6 separate regions of the Mus musculus genome follow, and all the other regions are linked to region 6. The links are chromatin contacts, called in public ChIA-PET, HiChIP or PLAC-seq, Micro-C and promoter capture Hi-C maps. All regions are on one chromosome and are shown on one strand. The core of a region is the stretch at or near the end of the contact, and the rest is flanking DNA. Distances in the headings are between cores, read along the strand shown. Region 1 has its middle 24 kb from the start of Gm52069. Region 2 holds the start of Hrh2 (histamine receptor H2). Region 3 holds the start of Drd1 (dopamine receptor D1). Region 4 holds the start of Tspan17 (tetraspanin 17). Region 5 overlaps Hrh2 (histamine receptor H2). Region 6 holds the start of Simc1 (SUMO-interacting motifs containing 1).

Evidence for each region. Promoter capture Hi-C pulls out the DNA fragments that hold promoters and counts their contacts. A called contact is a pair of places that touch in the nucleus more often than the background predicts. ChIA-PET counts read pairs in DNA pulled down with a chosen protein or histone mark. HiChIP or PLAC-seq counts read pairs in DNA pulled down with a chosen protein or histone mark.
Region 1: a contact with region 6 is called in a promoter capture Hi-C map of the C10 cell line. The contact joins the enhancer-like site here to the promoter of Simc1 in region 6. A contact is called at or near these places in 4 of 39 promoter capture datasets (the C10 cell line, cranial neural crest, pre-B cells and 1 more), 5 of 115 datasets of contacts at active chromatin or transcription factors (embryonic basal ganglia, embryonic forebrain, embryonic hindbrain and 2 more) and 2 of 9 other capture datasets (embryonic stem cells and liver).
Region 2: an RNA polymerase II ChIA-PET map of effector CD8 T cells shows a contact between it and region 6, with 6 read pairs. The contact joins the promoter of Hrh2 here to the promoter of Simc1 in region 6. A contact is called at or near these places in 1 of 39 promoter capture datasets (the C10 cell line), 2 of 115 datasets of contacts at active chromatin or transcription factors (effector CD8 T cells and memory CD8 T cells) and 1 of 9 other capture datasets (liver).
Region 3: an H3K27ac HiChIP or PLAC-seq map of large pre-B cells shows a contact between it and region 6, with 5 times the contacts expected there. The contact joins the promoter of Drd1 here to the promoter of Simc1 in region 6. A contact is called at or near these places in 6 of 39 promoter capture datasets (the C10 cell line, the HPC-7 cell line, cranial neural crest and 3 more) and 1 of 115 datasets of contacts at active chromatin or transcription factors (large pre-B cells).
Region 4: a Micro-C map of embryonic stem cells shows a contact between it and region 6, with 3 times the contacts expected there. The contact joins the promoter of Tspan17 here to the promoter of Simc1 in region 6. A contact is called at or near these places in 1 of 39 promoter capture datasets (maxillary cranial neural crest), 1 of 484 Hi-C or Micro-C datasets (embryonic stem cells), 1 of 115 datasets of contacts at active chromatin or transcription factors (memory CD8 T cells) and 3 of 9 other capture datasets (adipose tissue, liver and pancreatic islet).
Region 5: a contact with region 6 is called in a Micro-C map of embryonic stem cells, with 2.2 times the contacts expected there. The contact joins the enhancer-like site here to the promoter of Simc1 in region 6. A contact is called at or near these places in 2 of 39 promoter capture datasets (the C10 cell line and pre-B cells), 1 of 484 Hi-C or Micro-C datasets (embryonic stem cells), 6 of 115 datasets of contacts at active chromatin or transcription factors (effector CD8 T cells, embryonic forebrain, large pre-B cells and 3 more) and 1 of 9 other capture datasets (adipose tissue).

What each region holds. Positions count from the first base shown.
Region 1 is chr13:54,112,669-54,115,916 of GRCm38.p6, forward strand. No RefSeq gene overlaps it. Among named protein-coding and RNA genes, the nearest start is that of Gm52069, 24 kb to the left of the region's middle. Within about 2 kb of position 1,898, at least 19 of the 459 cell types and tissues checked have an H3K27ac peak or open chromatin away from gene starts, as enhancers often do.
Region 2 is chr13:54,190,645-54,193,981 of GRCm38.p6, forward strand. Hrh2 (histamine receptor H2) reads left to right here and starts at 1,485. Exons shown (of 3, transcript NM_001010973.2): 1 at 1,485-1,549.
Region 3 is chr13:54,053,663-54,057,002 of GRCm38.p6, forward strand. Drd1 (dopamine receptor D1) reads right to left here and starts at 1,996. Exons shown (of 2, transcript NM_010076.3): 1 at 1,899-1,996; 2 at 1-951. The coding sequence starts at 531.
Region 4 is chr13:54,787,996-54,791,440 of GRCm38.p6, forward strand. It overlaps Tspan17 (tetraspanin 17), which reads left to right and starts at 1,410. Exons shown (of 8, transcript NM_028841.3): 1 at 1,410-1,686. The coding sequence starts at 1,600. It overlaps Eif4e1b (eukaryotic translation initiation factor 4E family member 1B), which reads left to right. Exons shown (of 7, transcript NM_001033269.3): 7 at 1-464.
Region 5 is chr13:54,214,646-54,218,222 of GRCm38.p6, forward strand. Hrh2 (histamine receptor H2) reads left to right here. Exons shown (of 3, transcript NM_001010973.2): 2 at 1-434. Among named protein-coding and RNA genes, the nearest start is that of Gm16578, 6.6 kb to the right of the region's middle. Within about 2 kb of position 1,351, at least 31 of the 459 cell types and tissues checked have an H3K27ac peak or open chromatin away from gene starts, as enhancers often do. A contact at or near this core is called in embryonic stem cells, where this site is marked.
Region 6 is chr13:54,502,457-54,505,807 of GRCm38.p6, forward strand. It overlaps Simc1 (SUMO-interacting motifs containing 1), which reads left to right and starts at 1,349. Exons shown (of 10, transcript NM_176987.4): 1 at 1,349-1,548. The coding sequence starts at 1,420. LOC115486438 (a long non-coding RNA gene) reads right to left here and starts at 1,858. Exons shown (of 3, transcript NR_168901.1): 1 at 1,313-1,858.

The DNA.
Region 1 (3,248 bases), core at 648-3,147, 390 kb before region 6:
ACTTGATAATAACACAGAGTCTGAAATCACATCCAGTCAAAGTCGAAGCTTAGCATTGCCGTGTCCCAGAATAGGATCAATGGTTGTTCCTGGAACAGTGTTACATCACTGGAGACTGAGAACTGCTGTTCTCATGTCCACTCTATACTTCTTGAATCAGAAACTAGAGAGAGACCTAGCCAGCTTTCACATACACCCTGAGTGGTGCTGAAAGACACAGACTTGAGAAACGCTGGCTGTGGCTGGACTCTCCTGACTTGGATTCAACTCTGTTTCTTAAAGTAAGGCAGGTAAAGCTCTTTAAACCACAGTTCCTACAGCTGTAATGTGAAGACAGCACTTCCTTCCCTGGGTGGTAACGAGGATTCACATAGCATGTAGCCTGGCTTCCTTCCCTGCGTGGTAATGAGGGTTAACATAGCATAGCATAACATGGCATGGTGCACGCTCAATACTCTGACCTGGAGTTTCACGGCGTTTTGTCTGCGGCCCAACTAGAAAGTGAGAATGCCCAATTGCAGAGTACAAGTCTGACAGTATCTGATGACATTTTATAAAACTTTCATGCCTCCTTGTTAACCACTTTAGTTCTACAAATCAATCCCATGGAAATATGCTCTCTGGCTTCTCCCATGCGAGCCGTGTGAACTGAGTATGTTGGGGAAGCAGGTAAGGGACTGGGGTGGCAGAGAGGTTGGAGGACGTTCCCAGAGGATGGCGAGATATTTCCTAGCAAAAGATAATAGGCATGCACTGTTATAGGAGTAATCAAAGACATTAGAACGCAAGTCCTTTAGTATTTTTTAAAGTCTTGCAAAATAGACATATTGGTACATTTCAGTTGACTGTCACAGTGTGCACTAAGCAGAGAAGAAAGGCTGCCACTGGGCACTAAGACCGACGCTGGCCTGAGGTTTACTTTTTCCCCTCTTTTCTGTTTCTCGAACTCAGGACATGTTCATTGCTATTGAAAAATAATTCTACAGTAGAGCACAATAGTACTTACTTTTGTTCTTAGCACTCAGGAAGCAGAGACCTCTGTAAATCTGAGGTTGAAGAGATAAAGTGTCCTAAAGTAATGAAGACCTAAGTTCAATCCCCAGTGTCTGCATAAAAAAGCTGGGTGCAACAACCGGTGATCACTTGTAACCCAGAACTGGAGAGACACAGACCAGCAGATCTCTTGGGGCTCACTGGCAGGCAGCCTGGCCTAGCCTCAGGCCAATGAGAGACTCCTATCTCACATCTCCTTGTCAGGCCTGCGCCAGGGTTTGCAATCCCAGCTCCGGACCAGAGAGGAACGGCAGTACTGTGAAGTGACACCAGAGAGCAGCATTGCCTGCAAGATCTCAAGGCTGATGCTAGATGCTTCCAGGAGCTGCCTGCTGGTGGCAAGAGGCTGCAGGCTAGTCCCAAGCTTAAGCAGGTGGTCCTAAAGGCTTGGAAGAAAGACACAATTCCCCCAGCAGTAGCTATTGCTGTTGTTGGAGTCCGTGGGCAGGATGGAATCCTCCCCATGTGCATTTCTTTGGGGTACATTGTAAAAGGGGGTCTTCAGCGAAAGTAAGAGAAAGGCATGGTCACACCCCAGACTAAGGTGGGCAGGGCTCTGCCCTTGACCTCTGTGCCACCAGAGCTGATGGTATTCCAGGAGCTCAGAGAATGAGCATTGAACTTTTTGTGAAAGGGGACAGAGTGGGAGTGCCCCCAGCAAGCCTTTTGAGCCATCCCCAATGGGCGCGGAGATCACCAGGAAGGGAAACTATGCCAAGACCTAGAGATCAGAGCAGCATGCAGCAGCTTAGGAAAAAGCCCACGAATCCCGGTCCTGGGAGCTCTGAGCACCTGAGACGGCACGGCTTCAGCCTCAACCCTGGGCTTCCTTCACAGCCTGGCGCTGCCACTGCTTCGGTGAGCCTCTTCTCAGAGCCTATCTCCTCATCTTTAATATGGGCCAATCTGTTCCACTGAGCAGTCTGAACATTAATATTCCCAGGGAACCCTGGGCCAGTGGCCTGTTTGTGTCCCCCAATCCCTTGGCCTTTTCCTCTATAATAACATCTAAATGGAAAAGCTCCCACGCTGCTTCCAGGAGCTTCGTTTGGGTGGTCCCGGAAAGCCATCCTGCTGCCTTCAGGGCCAGGAGCGTAGATCCAACAGGGCTGACAGCAGTCACCAGCCAGGCTCTGTTCTCATCCCTTTTTCTAGTAGACTGTGCGCTACTCTGATAATGAAAATGCTGACTACAGAAGCAGTGGCTCTGACAAAGATGGTAATATGAGAGAACAGCCTTTTAAAACTAAAAATAGAGAGGAAAATACCGGTTCTATTGAAATAAGAACGGGCCCAACCCCGTGGTACGGACTCTGAATAACAATTTCAGATGAGGAAGGAAGGGCTGGGAATCCACTTTCAGAGAGGAGCCATGTGGGGTGAGGAAGGGTGAGAAGCTTTAAGGGGACTGTGGGGGTGAGGACAGAGAAAGTGGAACAGGCCAGGAGACATCAAAGAAGGTGGTGGTGGTGCTGGTGGTGGGAGCTGGTAGTGGTCGTAATGGAGGAGGAGGGAAAGGAGAAGGAGGAGGAGGAGGGCAGAGAGGAGGACAGAGAGGTGGAGGGAGGAGGATAGAGTGGAGGAGGAGAAAGATGGAGAAGAGAAGGGGAGAAGGATGAAGAGGAGAAGGGGAGGAGGAAGGAGAGGTGGAGGAGGAGGAGGACAGAGAGGAGGATGGAGAAGAGGAGGAGAAGGAGGTGATGAGGAGGAAGAGGAGGAGGGAGAGGGAAATGAAGCCCCTACGTGAAGTAGGGTTGCTACAGAGGAAAAGGCAGTGTGCTGTGAACTTAGCGTGAGAAACAAAGGAATCTCCACGTGCTTAGAGTCTCCCAGCAAAATCTGGAGGAGGCAGGTCCAATTCCATCCATCTGAGAACAGAGCCAGAGGTTGGGGAGGTGTGATCTGGAGGGACAAGGACAGAGACTGACAGCAATGGGACATCACTGAAAGTTGACTGAGCATTAGAGCACTCGCTGTTTGAGTATGTAGACAGCACGCATTTTTAATCCCAAGTTTCATTCCAAGTTCATTTGAGAGGGAATTAAAGGGGTCGTGTCCATTAAAGGGGTCTTGTCCTCCGGTCCCTTCCAAACCTCTCTCAGTGAGAGCTTAGGCTGGGGACTGGAATTTTTAAGCACTGGGAGCCTATTTTAAGATGCATCTCTGGCTGAGAACTTCTAGTAACAGGAACGTAC
Region 2 (3,337 bases), core at 235-2,734, 310 kb before region 6:
CCATGGTAGATGAAAAAGAGATGGGGCAGGTTCTCACCAAAGTCATTTCCACCAACACATTAGTAGCTCTGCAAGCTGGGGGCCATCATGCTCTTGCCATGAGAGGCACTAAGTGGACAATGACTACACTTGTTGTAGAGAGGCATTTTACAGATTACTGGGGACAGGAGGAGCCTGGTTCTGTGTGTGACTAAAGCAGAAAGTGTGGGAGGGTTGGACGCCCAGGAGCAGAGACATGTGACCAACTTGCACGTTTTAGAGATGACCTAAGATGCTTTGTGAATGGCAAGAGAAGAGCTCAAAAGTCTACCTTGGAAACAGACTGGTTTGGCACAAGGGAACATGGCGAATGCATCCCTAGTGAGCAGAGTGTGCACAAAGCTCACCCTGTATCCCTTTCACTGCCTTGGCCCAAGGCTTTATCTGTTGTTATCCAAGCCTCCGTGAGGTGAGCATGACCCTTAGGGTCACAGAGGAGGAAACTGGCTCACAAATAGAGACACTTATCTAGTGCTTGCCACAAGAACTTCAGGAGAGAAGATAGGGACAGGCAGAATGACCACAGTGCTGTGCTAGGCACTGGAGTAGCAGCCTAGCTAGGGAGGCAGGTGGCCAGATGAGCTGCCCCTGGGTACTTGAGGGGAATCTGCTACGTGGAGGGAGTTTGTCAAAGAAAAGTAAGAGGCTTGGGTCTGCACTGATTTGAGACACTACCTCCTGCCAGACACTCCGCCTCAGGTTGCACTGGCTCAGCATCTAGGAGGTGGAACAGTCTACCTGGACAGTTTTTATTTGTCCTGCTTCCAAAGCCCCAACCCCCTCCCATTTCTTTCCACCAGAACCCCTGGGCTGACTGAGATCTACCCAAATCTGGCTTTCCAGATTCCCAAGATCTTCCAGGATTTTCTCAGAAAAGCTGGTTCTTCTCTCGCAACTGGCCATTCTCGGAGTGGTCAGGTCCTGGAGGAACTCAGGTGAAGGGCTCATCAGATTTCTGGCCTAGCGTTCTCAAACCAGAGTGAGCCAAGACTGAGCATCTCCCCTCACACCATCAATGTGCACACAGGTGGGCAGAGTCTCAGGCCAGGGAGCTGCCCAGAATAAGTAGCCAGAATATGTAGGAGGGGTGGCGGGGTGGGGGTGGGGGTGGCGGGGTGGTGGTGGGGGTGGTGGCGGGAGGGGGGGGACGTGACAGATGACCATGTGAAAGGGAGGAAAGAAGAGGGAGGGGTGAAAGCGTCCAAAGAAGAAAAGGGGGGTTGGGAAGGGGGAAGAGAGGGAGGAAGAGAGAGCAAGAAAGGGGGAGACAGAAGGAAGAAGGGGAAGAGGGGGGAAAGGGAGAGGGGGGAGAAAGGAAGAGGGGAGGATGAATATGGGAGAAAACGCTGAGGAAAGGAGCGGCTTTCAGAACGAGGAGGAGCGAGTTGGGGGCGGGGACGAGGAAGTGGGTGCTAGGCGCACGCCGCCAGCTCCATCCTTGCCCCAGCCAGTGCAAGCGCGCAGTCCTAAGCGACCCGGTACAGCCGGTGGCGCACAGCAGCAGCACCAGGTAAGGTAAGGTGACCGACGCCTCCTGGCAGACGTCGCCTCGGGATGGGGACGCGGGTGGGGTTGCGCGGAGACCAGGCTGTGGCGTGGCCACTTTGGCTGCCTGCTTCAGATTCCTGCCGACCCCCGTCCCCAGATCGACCTCAGGCTGCGCTGCACACAGGAAGCACCTGACCTTGGGCTGATGCCTCTACCTAGATTTCCTCCCTGTCACCCTCAAGGGTCATACCCACCCCCAAAGGGGTGTTATGAGCTAGGCTTGCTGCCTCATCCCGCGGATGTGAGGGATGCCAGGGTAGCCTCACACCCCCGTGCCCTCTAAGGTGAATTTGAAAATCTTCTTGCGCTTAAAGGCTTGCTTTGTGCCCTCTGGGCGGTGGCGTGAGTCTCCTGATATATGTGTGGGAGCTTGGAGAGACTTTTGACTCCCCAGCACCAGTGAAGCGTCAGGGGCTGACAGGAAGGAGGCTGTCTAGTTTCTCAAGAACAGGTCGCCTTGCCTAAGTCCTCCTGGGCTGCTGCCCCATTCCTGGGCTGCTGGGAAGCGAGGAGTTCCCTGCGCTAGACTGGGAGGGACTCTGGTAGCTGTTCTGGTAGCTGTCCGAGACACCAGGGACATCTGATAGCTGTTCACTGGTAGTGGAAGTTCAGAAGTGGCCTTGACTCTGGTTTGAGAAACCCAGTGACCTTGAGCCTGAAAGCCTCAGTTTCCCCCTCTGACATTCACAGGGCAGTAAAGCACCCTTGAGCAGAGGTGTTCCCACTGGTCACTGTCATACACTAACTTTGGCGTCTACTGAGCCTTGGCACTGTTTGTCTGGAGGTCATATATGTAGCTAAGCATGAGGCATAGAACAGGGCCCAGAGAATGGAGAGGTTCAAGTCTTAGGAGCCCCACCCCTCCCCTCAGACACATGTCAAGGTGGCTTTTTTAAGAGACATCTCCCAGATAAGTCTTGGCCAAGCTTCTGCTTTCTTAATTATAAGAGAGAGTTATGAATTTCTATAAACATGTTTGCTTTCCCCAAAGGTTATCCAGGACTATGGGACTGATCTCTGAGCTGGGTTTGGGGAAAACCGGAAAGAGTAAAGATATCATTTGTGGGCAGGCCTGGCACCAGGCACATTAGGTGTATAATAATTCAGACTAAAGTTGTCATCACAGTACTTCTGGGGACCGGTATTGTTAACCCCCTATTGCAGACGGAGAAACCGAGGTTCTCCACAGTGATTTCCCGTAGTCCCTGCTGTGGAGTTTGGCCTCCCATCCTCCCAGCTGCAGGGGTGATACTGCTTTGTATCATTCTAGTCCCAGCCATTAAATAAGAGCATGAAATGCACAGCTCCCAGTGTAGACTTGGCTATAGTTCCCTCCTTGTCCCACACCGGAAGAATAGCTGCACACTTCCTGGAGGTGACTGATGGTTGTCAGTGAGAGCTGGTACCCTCACCAAGCATTGCCTCTAAAGCTCAGGAAGGAAGGAAGGCCACTGCTCAGTGTCCCACAGAAAGCAATACTGAACTGCTTCGCCTCTGCAGCTGACTCCGCCCTGTGTCACCCTGTCCCGATTACCCCCCTCCCCGCTGAGTCTCAGCCTGGACAGCTCCCCTGGGTTCTGAGGCATGCCCATTCCCTCTGTCCTGGACTAATGGCTAACTTGTACTAACTGGGTTGACTCAGTCCGTGTCATCCAAGTGACAGTGACATCTGAATAGGAGGGACAAGACAGAAGACAAAAATCTGGTGACAGATTCAATCTGGCAAACACTCCTTTTAGAGACACTCTCT
Region 3 (3,340 bases), core at 746-3,245, 450 kb before region 6:
GGAAGTAAAATTGCCATCCAAGGGCCATGTAGGTTTTGCCTTGTGCCAGCTTAGCTGCACTGGAATGAAGGATATGAGAACAGACAAAGTCCATGCTACGCTAATCAGGATGAAGGCTGCCTTCGGAGTCATCTTCCTCTCATACTGGAAAGGGCTGGAGATAGCCCAATACCTGTCCACGCTGATCACACAGAGGTTAAGGATGGATGCCGTGGAGCACATGATGTCAAAGGCTACCCAAATGTTACAAAAGGACCCAAAGGGCCAAAAGCCAGCAATCTCAGCCACAGCTTTCCAGGGCATGACCAAGACAGCCACCAAGAGATCTGACACAGCTAAAGAGATGACAAAGAAGTTGGTCACCTTGGACCGCAGGTGTCGAAACCTGATGACAGCGGCACAGACAAGGGTATTCCCTAAGAGAGTGGACAGGATAAGCAGGGACAGAAAACAGGCTGTGAGGATGCGAAAGGAGAAGTCCCTCTCCACTGGCAGGCCAGTCTCATCCATGGTAGAAGTGTTAGGAGCCATCTTCCAGAAGGAAAGCACTTCCGGTGGCTTAGCCCTCACGTTCTTGGCCAGGCTTAGCCAGACTTCCCCCAATCACTCACCACCCAGCCCCTTCTCCAGCCCCAGTTGCTGTCTGGACAAAAGCACAATGGTGTTCCATCAGGAGCATCTCCATAGCAATCCAAGCCATACCAGGAAGAAGAGCCGCTTGCTTTCCACCTGTCTTCTGGGTTCAGTGCTCCAGGTCGCTGTTCCCTGGCATCCGCTGGTCCCTAGATTCCCCAAGGAATGCATAGGCTTTTAAGCATACTCTAAGAGTCTGGGGCCTCTTCCTGGTCAATCTCAGTCACTTTTCGGGGATGCTGCCTCTTCTTCTGAGACACAGCCTAAAATACATGCATTTCTCCTTCAAGCCCCTGGTGCCACATCTCTCCAAATGCCCTAAAAAGCAAAGGGAAACACAAAGTCGTTCACCAATACTCTGTGCAGACCTCCTATTTGGCTACACAAAATCTCAGCCCATCACCCCCTGGACAAGTCCATCAAGACCACCTACCTTGCTTTAGAGTCACTTCTCCCAAAACCCCTGGACTCAACGAGTCCCTCCAGCAGAGCAAGTGTTCCCCCTCCTCATGCAGAAAAATCTCTGGGATGGATTTGGGAAAGGAATCCCAGGCCAGGTGCCAGGGAAGCGGCGCCCCTCCTGCTACCTTGCCCACCTACAGATTGCTGCCCCCGCCCCCAGGAGGGTTCTCGGAGCTTCCTTGGGAGAGGAACCTCCAGGACTGGAACAGCTTCTGTCCTGTCTGAGGAAGCCCAGCTCTGGGCACCCCTTTGGCTCCTCGTTCTTAGGGCAGGACCCTGAGCCTCCTTGGGGAGCCACCCGCTCGCTCCCTGTCAGCAGTGGCAGGAGCTCCAGGCAAGCACAACAGCTCGAGCGAGCGAGGGCACCGGCCGGCTGGGTTCCAGCGGGGCACAGCCCACCCCGCCTCCGCGTCCCCTCCCGGCCCCGGTGGTGGGCTGAGCTTGACAGGCAGAGTGGCGGGCGACAGCCACACGTGGTTCACTGAAGGCACAGCTGGAGCAGGGGTGTGGGACGCCTACCTAATCGCTGTGCCCTCTCTGGCTACCTGATCCCCCCACCCCTCCCCGGGGGACCCTGGCACAAGACAGAACCTGAGGAACAAATCCTGATGCTCAAATCAAGTAAACCAAACTCTCGTTCAGCGCCTCTCCGGGTCAACTCCAAGTTCCACCCAAAGCTCGGGGTCAGAGCTGACCCTACCCACACCCACGCCCTGCTAGTCCTGGACACTGCCCACGTCGCTGAGTTGTCACTGAGTGCCCCGCAGCAGGGGTACGGGAAGCCCCAGGACGAGAGTGCTCACCGATCTGGGAGACCACGCTCCCCGACTCCGCCAACCCTGCGCCCTCTCCTGTGCCGCTCGCTCTGCTCTCCGCGCTCCGCCCGCCAAGGCGCTTCTGCGGTCAACTCACGAGTGCAGCCCGTGACCCGCGCCCCACAAGCACCCCAAACACGGTGCCGCACTCTCAGCAGGTACCCGGCGCCCTCTGCCGGGGCCTCTGGTTTCCTACACCCCGCCTGCGCCCTAGCAGGTTCAGATCACAGGGGCCTCAGCCAGTGTGTGTAACCAAGATGCAGGGCCTCGACCATGCTTTTCCCTGTCCCCTTCTGCCAGAATCTGGACGGTGAGAGGCAGGTCTTCCGCGCTCTAGCCTCCCTCGTTTGAAATGCCCCTAAAAACTCACAAGAATAAGAAGTCCCTTTGGCTAGCATTTTATTCTCTAAGCCATGATTTTCCTTTTGTGTCCCCTGTGTGCCAAGGCTGGAGCAGCAGTGAGAACAACATGTCAACTTATTGTGCAAGTGATCAGAGACCTGGCATAAACTCAGCAGCCTCTGTGTCCCCTAAACACACACACACACACACACACACACACACACCTCATGATGTTCGACATCTTGCAAAACTCCTTCCTTATTGGCTTGCACAGCTTCATTTCATCTGTGTGGACAGTGATGCTCAGAAAGACTGTGGGCTCTACTCCACGTTAACACAGTAGCTAATGAAGATGGTGGCCTGTCTGCCTGACTGTCGCTTGCACAGCCGTGTCTAGGATGGAGCCCACTATCTAAACAATTAGCACAGGGATAAAGCAGAGACAGGAATGTGTGGCCTCAGAGACGTTTAGTGCATAGACGCAGCCCCAGAGTGCCTTCCCATCTGTGTGAAAAGAGATTAAGTATGGAACTTGGAAATCACTTTGCCTGGACTCCTGTGCTTACTGATGTAAAAATTAAATGAAATACTTATTTAAGAGTTGGGACCAGATATGGACTCAGTCAGTCCTTGGTGGCCAGAAATTCTTCAGAGACCAGTTAAAAAAAAAAAAAAAAAAAAAAAAAAAAAAGGTAGTAGTCTTGTCTCCATGAGAACCACACACCACACTGAATGCCCGAATTTTCTCTATACAACCTAAATAGCTCTCCTAATTAGCCAGCAGAAATCATATCTTGGTTTTGGATGTAGTCAAATGATTGACACCAGTCCTCCTCCACCTGTGCTCCCGGTTTGTCCTCCCACTGGCAGTCTTGCTGCCACACACCAAGTTCCACAGACTGGTGATCAGACATATACCCCAAGAACCACATGCCTTTAGAATGGTGGCTCTCAACTTTCCTAATGCTGCAATATGTGGCAACCCCCAACCAAAAAATTATTTTGTTGCACTCTATAACTGTAATTTTGCTAGTGTTATAAATCATACTATAAATATGTGATATGCAGGCTGTCTGTTATGTGACCCC
Region 4 (3,445 bases), core at 160-2,659, 290 kb after region 6:
CCCTCCCTCCCTCTTTCCCTCCCTCCCTCTTTCCCTCCCTCCCTCTTTCCTTCCTTCTCTCCCTCCCTCTCTCCCTCCCTCTCTCCCTCCCTCCCTCCCTGTCTCCCTGCCTCCCTCCCTCCCTCCCTCCCTCTCTCCCTCCCTCCCTCTCTCCCTCCCTCCCTCTCTCCCTCCCTCCCTCTCTCCTCCCCCCCCCCTTCAAGTATGGACTAGGTTAGAGAGGAATTTGTGTAAAGACAGGTAGGACTGGGAACTGGGAATGCCCTGCACAGCCTTCCCATCTGAAGACAGTCCTATGGATTCTGTGTGTCTCCTCCTGCTGAAATGATGGATGGATAAACCTTCATGAGTGAAGAGATTACAGTGGTAGTTAGGCTTCACCGTGGTCTTGTTAGGAGGGATTCACTTGATGCTGATGATGCTTAAGGCCCTTTCTGTATCTAAATAAACACTTCTGGAACAAACTTGGAATCTAAATATTTAAGATCAGACGTACCTAAACCTGCATCTGCTCTGTCCTGTTTTGCATCAGAAGGACTCTGGTGAATCCCAGGTATCAAGGCAGTCAAGTAGGTATGGGACAGGGCGACCATAGGAATAGGCAAAACAGAACAGGCGTGGCATGGCACGCCAGCCTGTTTGTATTCAACTACACTGTGTGTGAATGCATGGCACTGTTCATTGGTCCCACTATTCCCAACCACTTATCCCTGGGGAGTGGACTCCTCTGGTTCTTGAATCTTAGACTGGAGATCCACTGTAATTATTCACACTTGGCTCACCAGCTTTGCCAGTTGGCTCATCTGGGGCCTCTGGAGGACTTGGGGAACTTGAGAGAAGCTAACTGGAGGACGGACTTAGAGAGGAGACGGGGACTCTTCAGAGGTGGGGGTTGCAAGGGGTTGAGTGTGACTGGGGTGTAGCCAAAGCCTGGCCCAGAGGCAGGGTCTTGGGGAGAAGTGAGACCTGTGGACCATAAAAAAAAAAAAAAGACGGATGTCTTGGGCGTGGCTCCAAGAAGGCCGACTGTGGCTCAGAACTGAGGCTGAGTAGGGCGGAGCTCCAGGAGGACTGAGGCCGGTTGGAGGCGGGGTTTGGGGCTCATCAGAGGCGGGACCCGGTTTAGAGGCGGAGCTCGAGAACAGAAGTTAGCTAGGGCAGAGCCTTGGGCGGGGCGTAGGCGGGACTGCGGGAGGACAGCGGCTAGGCATGGGCGGAGCCTGAGAGGATTAAGCCCGGCTGGGGGCGGAGTCGTGGTTATGGGCGGGGCCCGTGAGGACTGAACTTGACTGGGACGGGGTCGTGGGCGGGGCTCCAAGAAGACCGAGCCTTGCTGGGGCGGGGTGTGGACTGACACTGTGGGCGGGGCCGGAGCGCTGTTGGAGGGCGGGGTCGGATGAGGGCACCGCACTCCGGGTGTGGCTGTCCGAGCGCCGTGGGCGGTGCCACAGCGGGCGGGGCAGCCGGTGAGCTGTGTGGCTTTGACCATGAAGCCGCAGCCACCGGGCTAGGCCCGGGGCTGCTCCAGGCCTGGGCGGCCCGCAGAGGGCTGGGCCGGTCACCGGCTCGGGTTCCCGGGACGGCAGGTGGCCGCTCACCATGCCCGGCAAGCACCAGCAATTCCAGGACCCTGAGGTCGGCTGCTGCGGGAAATACTTCCTGTTTGGCTTCAACATTGTCTTCTGGGTGAGCGCGAGTCCGCTTCTCGCTCTGCGCTGAGGATAGGGGTTAGGGAGTCTCAGTTGCTGGTGAGGGAGATCCCGTCTCAGGAGCTTGCGACCAGGGACTGTCCCCCACCCCCTCCACCCCGATGCCCCGTCCCCAACTATTCTGGGGAGCTACTGGGATAGCTGGGGGGCGGGACCCAGTCCCAGCAGGAGGTGCTGGGAGTCTCTCTTTGCAGCCCCAAGTTTGGGCGAAAAAGGGGGCGGCGTTTGCCGGAAGACTGCAGGGGCGCGGTAGTTGCGGACCAGCCCCGCCCCGCCTCCCGGCCACTCCAGCTCCCAGCATGGTGCGGTGAGGTTCGCGAGGCTGGGTCCTAGCCCCGAGTCTACCCTACAGACGCTCAGAAGCTTGTGAGCCAGGAGGTTAGGAGAGAGGAAAGCCAAGGCCTCTGCCTCTGCAGGGAGAGGAGCTCCAGTTGAGAACAGGGAACTGTCCCTTGGGAACAGAATTCAGCATTCCATAGCTGACCAAACAAACAGAGGCTTCCTTCTGTGTGGCATCTGTGTCCTGGTCCTGCCAAGTCATCTTTCTCTTCTCCCTCCCCCATCCTATCGCCAAAGCCGGGCTGTGCTTGCTGTCCTTTATGCCAGGCCTTTCCCACTTGCATTCAGCAGGATTCAGCGGCTCTGTTCTCCACCCACGAGCCGTCGGGTTTGCCCTGTGGTGGGTGTCCTTGGATGTCAGCAGTCTTCTGTTCTGTAGGGTGTGGGCAGCTACAGGGAGCGCTGGCCTGGAAGTCAAAGGGCCTGAGTGTAGCAGGCCTTGTCCAGAGGCTTTTGGGCGAGCCTCTTTGCTCTCTGGGCTTTAGCTTTCCAGCCTTGGAGGAGCCAGTATTGGAGTTTATCCTTCTGGGTTGTTAGATTAAACGAGAGTTTTTTGTTGTTGAGACAGGGTCTCACTCTAGCCCATTCTGGCTTGCAATTTGCTGCAGTTTTCCTGTCTGAGTTTCTTGGGTGCTGGGATTACAGGTGTGAGCCATCACACCCAGCTTAGTAACACATGAATTCTGATGAGGCACATTCTCCCGACTGCCTTATTATTATCTGTAGTTTACAGATAGGGGACTGAATGAATAGACGGTAAGAGCTTAAATTATTTGTCTCGAGAAACATGATTATCAGTGGGTGGAGGGAAGGAAGAGAGGCTAAGTAACTCTGGGGGTAGGGGGATGAAAGTCCCAGCTTTGTTCCTGGGCAAGGGTGGGGCGCCTGGGCAGGGGAGTAAAGATGGACAGAACATTAAGGTCCTATGCTTGGGTGGCATGGGGGCAGGCAGGGTTTTAAAGCAGAGTTGGATCAGTTCTCGTTGGCTGTAGGTGTATGAAAAGGTGACAGAGCATCTGGAGATGGGAAGGAATCTGGGACCTTGGGTTCCTGATGTCCCATCTCCCAAATGTGGGATTATAGGTCTGTGCCTCTCTGTCCAGCTCTACGTATGCCATCTGGACACCACCTAGGTGTCGTCTGGGCAGCCTGTTCTCCCGATGGCACCTTAATCTTTCTCATTGTCTAGCCTCAGTTCCTTGCTTGGAGAGCCCTGATGGTCAAGGCAAGCCACCCTCTTATCTCTGACCCCTAGCAGCTCATTTGAGGAAGGCACACCATCAGAGAGAGTAGAGAGTAGAGAGAGAGACTACTAGTACCCCACCCCCACCCACCCTTTCCTTCCCTGGTGCTGGGTTCTGTCCCCTACTGTATCCTCCCTGAAAATGGCTTCTCTG
Region 5 (3,577 bases), core at 101-2,600, 290 kb before region 6:
AGGATCAACCACATCAGCTCCTGGAAGGCAGCCACCATCAGAGAACACAAAGCCACCGTGACCCTGGCTGCCGTCATGGGAGCATTCATCGTCTGCTGGTTTCCTTACTTCACTGCCTTCGTTTACCGTGGACTGAGAGGGGATGACGCTGTGAACGAGGTGGTCGAGGGTATCGTCCTATGGTTGGGTTATGCCAATTCAGCCCTGAACCCCATCCTGTACGCCACCCTCAACAGAGACTTCCGCATGGCGTACCAACAGCTCTTCCACTGCAAGCTTGCAAGCCACAACTCTCACAAAACTTCCCTGAGGTTGAACAACTCTCTGCTGTCCAGGAGCCAAAGCCGAGAAGGTAGATGGCAGGAGGAGAAGCCCCTGAAGCTTCAGGTGTGGAGTGGGACAGAACTCACACACCCCCAGGGAAGCCCAGTCAGGTAAGTGGTGTGGGTTGGAAGTGCTGGGAGACACCCCACCCTCTGTGTAGATGATGCTGAGACCGGTTCGTGAGCATTTTACAGAAATCATCTCTCATCCTCTTAGGTAGACCATTTACCTTCCTTTTTAAAAGGCCACGTTAAAGGTAACAGAGATCTTACCAAGATCCACGGAGCTTGACAGAATGTTACTCACTCCAGAGCTCTGAGGCCCTTCTTTCTAACATAACTGCCTTTCCATCAGGTAGCCTAAGTAAGGCCCAACTCTGCAACTCAGGAATTGTGAGTGATCAGTTATACCCTGGTGGGGGGGGGGGGGGGCGGAGCATGCAAAAGTCATATGCAAATCGCTTCTTCCTTGGGGAGTGTTCCAGTCAGTAGGGGATGAGAATGGCAGAGGTTGGAAGGTGTGGCCTCAGTAGAACCGCAAATGTGGGCCTTGTGTGTAGAATTTAGGGAGGGACAGACACAAGGACTAGGGACAAGTGGACTTCATATAGCTGGGTTTCAGAAAGGAGGACGTGGTTAGCAGATCTGGGTTGTGGAGAGAAGGCTATTGTGACCTCTTTGATGTGAGCTAGCGAAGTGAGCCTGTAGATATTTAAGAAGGGAATTGCGTTGATCCATGGGTTGGGGAAGAGAGAAAAGCAAAATCTTGTAGGCTACTTAACAACAACAAAACAAACAAAACCTGTAGAACACTGGGTAAGAAGAGTGCAGTAAGAGTGGGAGCATGGGAAGTGTCCAGGCTAGGAAGAGAAACAGAATCAAGATGAGATTTCAATAAACTCACTGAAGGACAAAGTCACTGCAGGGTGTTGCAAGGACCCAAGGCCCTGTCTCGGGAGGCAGTGAGGAAGCTAGATGTGTGCAGAGCCAGCGCCTGCTTGAGGCATTAAGAGGGTCAAGCGCCTAACAGAGGAGTTGCTCAATGAAGGTGGTTTCTCTTTCTCTTCCCATAAACCACGCCTTAGCCCCCTACAGTGCTAGTCAATGGCGCCTACCCAGTCATTCCTTTCATTATCCATTCATTTGCAAGCCCTGATGGTAGGCTCTGAGTTCTGAGGAACAGCTGCGCTTAGAACTGCCATTGCCACGCCCTTCCATAGGCAGGTCCTCCTATAGGCTGCACACCTGCTCCTCTCCTCCTTCCCTCTGGAGAAAACCTTATTGTTCCTGAACTCTTGCTACAGTGTCACAAATTGTATCATTCTAGCCTCTGGACCTTCCCCAACCCCCACCCCCATCCCTCACTATCAAGTCCGTCCTCCAAGGCCACACAGGGTGTCCCGCACCTGGAGGCTTCCTTGTCCCATCCTGACGGATAAAATACTCCCCTCAATCACATCACCCCACTTCTTTCACAAAGTTGATTGAGTTCACCGTGGAGGAAGAATAAAGACGCAAGGGTTACAGACTAGACAGGAGAAGAAGAAAACAAGTCCTGTTTGGTTCATCCTGTGTGTTACTTGGTATCAACCATTCCTTCAAGTTTCTTAGCAGCCTATTACACACTTGGCAGAGATGACTAAGTTCCACCTGACTCCTTCCATTTGCTATCTGCAGAGGCCAAGAGCGGGCATCAGATTCCCAAGAACTAAAGTGATAGACAGGTGTGAGAACCTGACACAGATGTTGGGAATCTGTTTTCTCCAAGAAGCAGCTCTCTAACTCCTAACCTCCACTTCATAGACAGGCAACCTAGACCCAAAGAGTCCAGTAAATTTCCCTAAGTACTGCATGGTTGGACATTCCCAGAGGCTCCATTACTAAGGAGTCTCTGGGTACTGGTACCTGGTGAGTCTGAAGGTCCACATTTTCTTCTAGTCCTCAGGGTCGCCCTTGGTACAGGCTGGGGAAAGCCATGGTCAGCCAAGAGGTGGTGCTTGCTGCAGAGTAGACCCAGAGCTCGGATCCCGGAGAGCTCAACTGTGGTCTGTCTTGATCCTCTGAGAACAGTGAGCAGGTGGGCTCAGCAGAGAAGAGGGATCAGAGAGCCCACATACTTCTTTAGAATTGCAGGAGACTAAGAACAGCCAGGTTTTCTCTCTGAGCATCCTGGGCACTGTGAGCTTTCTCATCCCTCAGTAAGGTCAGCTCCCAGCTTCCCTGCTGACTGACAGCATGTCTTCTCTGCTCTGTCTGAAGGCAAGAGCAGAACTTACCCAAAGCCTTTAACCCTACCAAGAATCTTGAAGGCAGCCGACCCAGACTCCCCTGAGTGGAGAGGGGCAGGGCACAGCCAGACAATGTAGGGTTCTCGGGAGAGTTAACAAAACTAACTAGCCCTATCTTTCTAGCTTGAGGCTCTGTCTGCCCCTCCTCAGCCCCATTGTGGGGGACACCTCACCCATCCCACCCCAATTCCATCACTAGATGTGAGCTTCTTACCAAATGTCTACCAAACCCTTGTTAGACACCAGTGCTCTCAACACATAGCCCTGGGCAAACAGCAGAGCTTCTCACAGGGTAGCCCTGAACCAGCAGGCTACCCAGAGACAAACCAATTGGCATTGGGCCACCACCTTTTCAGACATGACAGAACTAAGAGTCCAGTCCACACCTGTCTGTCTTCCAAGCCTGGCCTCTGTCCAACAAACACCTGGATTTGAACATGGCTCTGCTTTTGACAGACACCTCAGACTCAGTCCTTTAGATACCAGAAGGGGAAGCAGAGGCATTGGAAGGCTTTGATCCATCTGTAGTGCAGAGCAAGCCGAAAGGCTGGGCCCTTGGGATCTTATTCCTTTACTCACTTGCTCCAATAATCTCTGCAGAGATAAGATGCTCGGGCACCTACCCTATTGGTACCTCTGAGTGGGAACGTTCCCATTCCTGCAGAGCCCCTTTGTTTCTGCCCTTGGCTTGGCAAAGACCGAGGTTCCTCGAGGACTGGAGTCCCAGTTGGGTACCTCCATCTTCACCTTCCAACCCTCCTCTTGCCAAGGAGCCAGAGTGGCCTCTAGCTTGAGTCTGCCTTCCTTCTCTCTAAAGTCACCCCGGCTCTTTCAAAATTAGACTCAATTGTGGTTCAACCCTTTCGTTACTTTTGGAATGAAGGTCAAAGCCTACCCAGCCACAGTCTTTGAATACCAGGAGCCTGCAATTGTACTAATCTCCCCTCGTGCACCTCCTAGGCTACC
Region 6 (3,351 bases), core at 99-2,598:
CCCTTTCTCTCACCCTGGCTGACCTTGGCCTTTCAAGAGCTAGGATTCAAGGCAAGCACCGTGATGCCTGACTCAGAGCAGTGAACCTTCAAGTGTGTTCACCAGACTCTAAGCAATGTCAATATCACCTAGAAACCTGAGAGAAATACCAATTTGGGGCTCACTCCCAAAACTCAGTTTCTCAGTCAGAAACACTGGTGTGTAGTCCTGCAAACTTTATTATACACTCTCTGGCTGATTCAGAAGTTCACTAAAGATTAGAAAACACTGCATCACACGCTGCTTAGACAGCACACAACAGCTTTGCCTCTAGGAACTCCCCCCTTTTTGTTAAAGACATTTTATTATTCTATTTTTTGAAGTTACTTGAGCATAAGCAGCAGGGTTTTGTCAGTATTGCACATTTTTAAAATAGCCATGGGCCCTATTTTGATTTAATGTCCCTACCCTTCAACAAAACAACCAAAGAATTCACTACTTACCCATATTTCCCTCTGATGGGGATACAATTTTATCCCTATATTTTCTGCTTGCTCACAGCATTGGAGTATACGGGCACTCTGGGACCTCATAGCTCTCTGTATGTGCCTTTTCAGTGGTTTCTGTCAACTAGAAACTCAACAAACTCTTACATCTGACAGTTTAAATTCCTGCGACACGTATTGTTGGTGAAACCGCAAATCGGCACAACTTAAGACAATTTGGTACCATTTGTCAAAATAACAATAAAAACATAGATTTGATCCAATAAACCTGCTTCTGGGAATTTATCCCACGGATTTACCTGCACACACAAGAGTGGGTATCTCTCCCTTATCTCAGCCAGAAGCCCCAGTCAATAAAACCCTAGGTTCAGGTTACCCTTTTCAGCCCCTCAGGGCTTCTTTAACCCGAAGGCGTCACTGCTCCTTCTGCCAGGTGCAGGCTCCACTACCGGGTCAATTAAATGCGCTATCAGAGGCTCCATCAGCTCACTCCAGTCCTCACACCTGCAGCCAGGGGCTCGTCACCAGCACTGCCCACTGTGATCGGTTGAGAGCGGCGGCGGACAACCTCTCAACCTCAGCGTTTTTCAAGCCCGCCGACCATGCGGCCCAGCCCCTCGGTTCTATCCCTCCCTTTCCCTCTCTTCCCTCTCTCTCCTTCTCTGAGGGAAAGGGAGCCTGGCTCCTCCAGGGTTCTGTGACACTGCCCTGACCCGGGCGCGCGGCTGCCCCCGAGATAGGCGGGGCTCCGAGCGGGACCGGTCCTCTGGAGGCGGGGCGCGGTGGGGGCGGGGCAATGGAGGGGGCGGGGCCGGCGGGGTACTAACCCCGGTGTCTGCGACGCCTTCGCTGCAGTCGCTTCAGCAGCTGGAACCGGAGTCGGAGTCGCCGGGGCCGCTCGCCGCTCGCGCGTGGCTCCGCCGGGCCCGTAGCCATGGAGGACTTTATCGTGATCTCCGACGACAGTGGCTCCGAGAGCTCGGCCGGGACCCGCTCGGGCAGGGCGCGGAGGCTGCGCCGGGCCCTGTCTCGGACCCCCGGCGCGCTGCCCCGCCGAACCGTGGTGAGTGAATCCACTGCCGCTCGCCACGCCCGACGGGAGCCGAGCGTCGCCCCCTCGGGGCCTCAGCGTTGCGACCCTGGCTCCCCGCCGCCGTGTCTTCCCGCCTTTGGCGGCCTCGGGCCTCGAGGAGCTCGGTGGCGCCGCTGGCAAGGCAGGCCTCGGGCTGGCCAGCGCTGAGCCCTACAGGGTTGTGCTGCGGAGCCGGCCGAGCACATGGGCGACACACTGAGCACCAGTGCGAGCTGCCAAGCGGTGGCCGGCGGTGGCCTCCGGCCCGAGCTGGCTCCAGAGCTTTGGCAGCGGGAGGAGTGGGGGGTCCTGGCCAGGCCGCAGCCGCCACCCGGACCTCGAGGCGGGCGCGCGGGAGCGCGTAATTGTTTGGCTTATGATGGGCACAGATGTGTGCAAGGAGGTAACAGGAGCCCCGGCTGCGAGCGAGGGAAGCGCCGCCCTTGGCATGGTGGCGGCTGCGCTGCAGGGCCTAGTTCTTGAGCTAGGGCCCCGATTTTTGAGTTGTGGAGAAGGACAGTTAATTTTGCTTTGCAGATGCGAATCACATACAAAGCCAGGGGGCGGGGCACTCCCACCTTTGTTTTTCCTTCGGTTCTTTATCTTTGTCCCTGCTCCTGAAGTGATGGAATAAAAATATCTGTGGTCTCTGGCTTTCTAGAACTCTCCACAGAAATTTAGTGACCTGACCCCTACCATGATCTACATGCTGTGGCTTCAAAAATCAAGGGATCCTTCTCTGTTCTTCCTAATATGTGTCCTAAATCAATGTCAGCTACTCTATAAGCGTGTAAATCACATTTTGAGTGCTCATTCATTCTAAGTTGCCTTTGGGAAGTCTTCCTACACCCAAAGGTAGGTGTCTTAGGATTACTGTTGCTGTGATGAAACACCATGACCCAAAGCAACTTGGAGAGAAATTGGTTTAGTTTACACTTCGCTGTTCATACTAAAGAAGTCAGGACAAGAATTCAAGCAGGGCAGGAATTTGGAAGTAGAGGTTGTGCAGAGGCCGTATGGTGAAGCGATGCTTTCTTTACCGGCTTGCCACCTCTGGCTTGCTTAACCTGCTTTCTCACAGAAACCAGGACCACTAGCCCGGGGTGGCTCCACCCACAATAGGCTGGGTCTTCCCACTGCAATCACTAGTTGAGGAAATGCCCTACAGACTTGTTTACAGCTGGATCTTAGGCTATACATTTTCGATTGAGGTCCCTTTCCCTCAGATCACTGTAGCTTGTTACAAGTTGATGTAAAACTAGCTGGGACAATATGTGTTCTCTCTCTTTAAGAGAGGAACATAATTTTTGCATTTTTGTATTATCTAGCTTGTAAATATACCTTTATAGCTAGTTTATCTTTCTTCTTTTTTTCAAGACAGGGTTTCTCTGTGTAGCTCCGGCTGTCCTGGAACTCATTCTGTAGACCAGGCTGGCCTTGAACTCAGAAATCTGCCTGCCTCTGCCTCCCAGATATTGGGATCAAAAGCATGCGTCACCACTGCTGGGCTGCTAGTTTATCTTTTAACAGTACCTTTATTGTGGTGTGATTCATCCATATAATACGTTGGGTTGTACAACGTTCATAGTTACTAAATTGTTTACTTCACTCTGATAGGAAACCTTGTTCTTGAGGTCCACAAACATCTTTGGAAAAGTGACTTTTCACCTCCTTGAATTATAAACGTAATTTTAAGTAGAGATATAAAAAAAATTGCTGTTCCATGTATATAGTAAGTATCCTGGCACATGGTAGTTTATCAATTTCATGTTCTGACATTTTTAAAAAAATGAT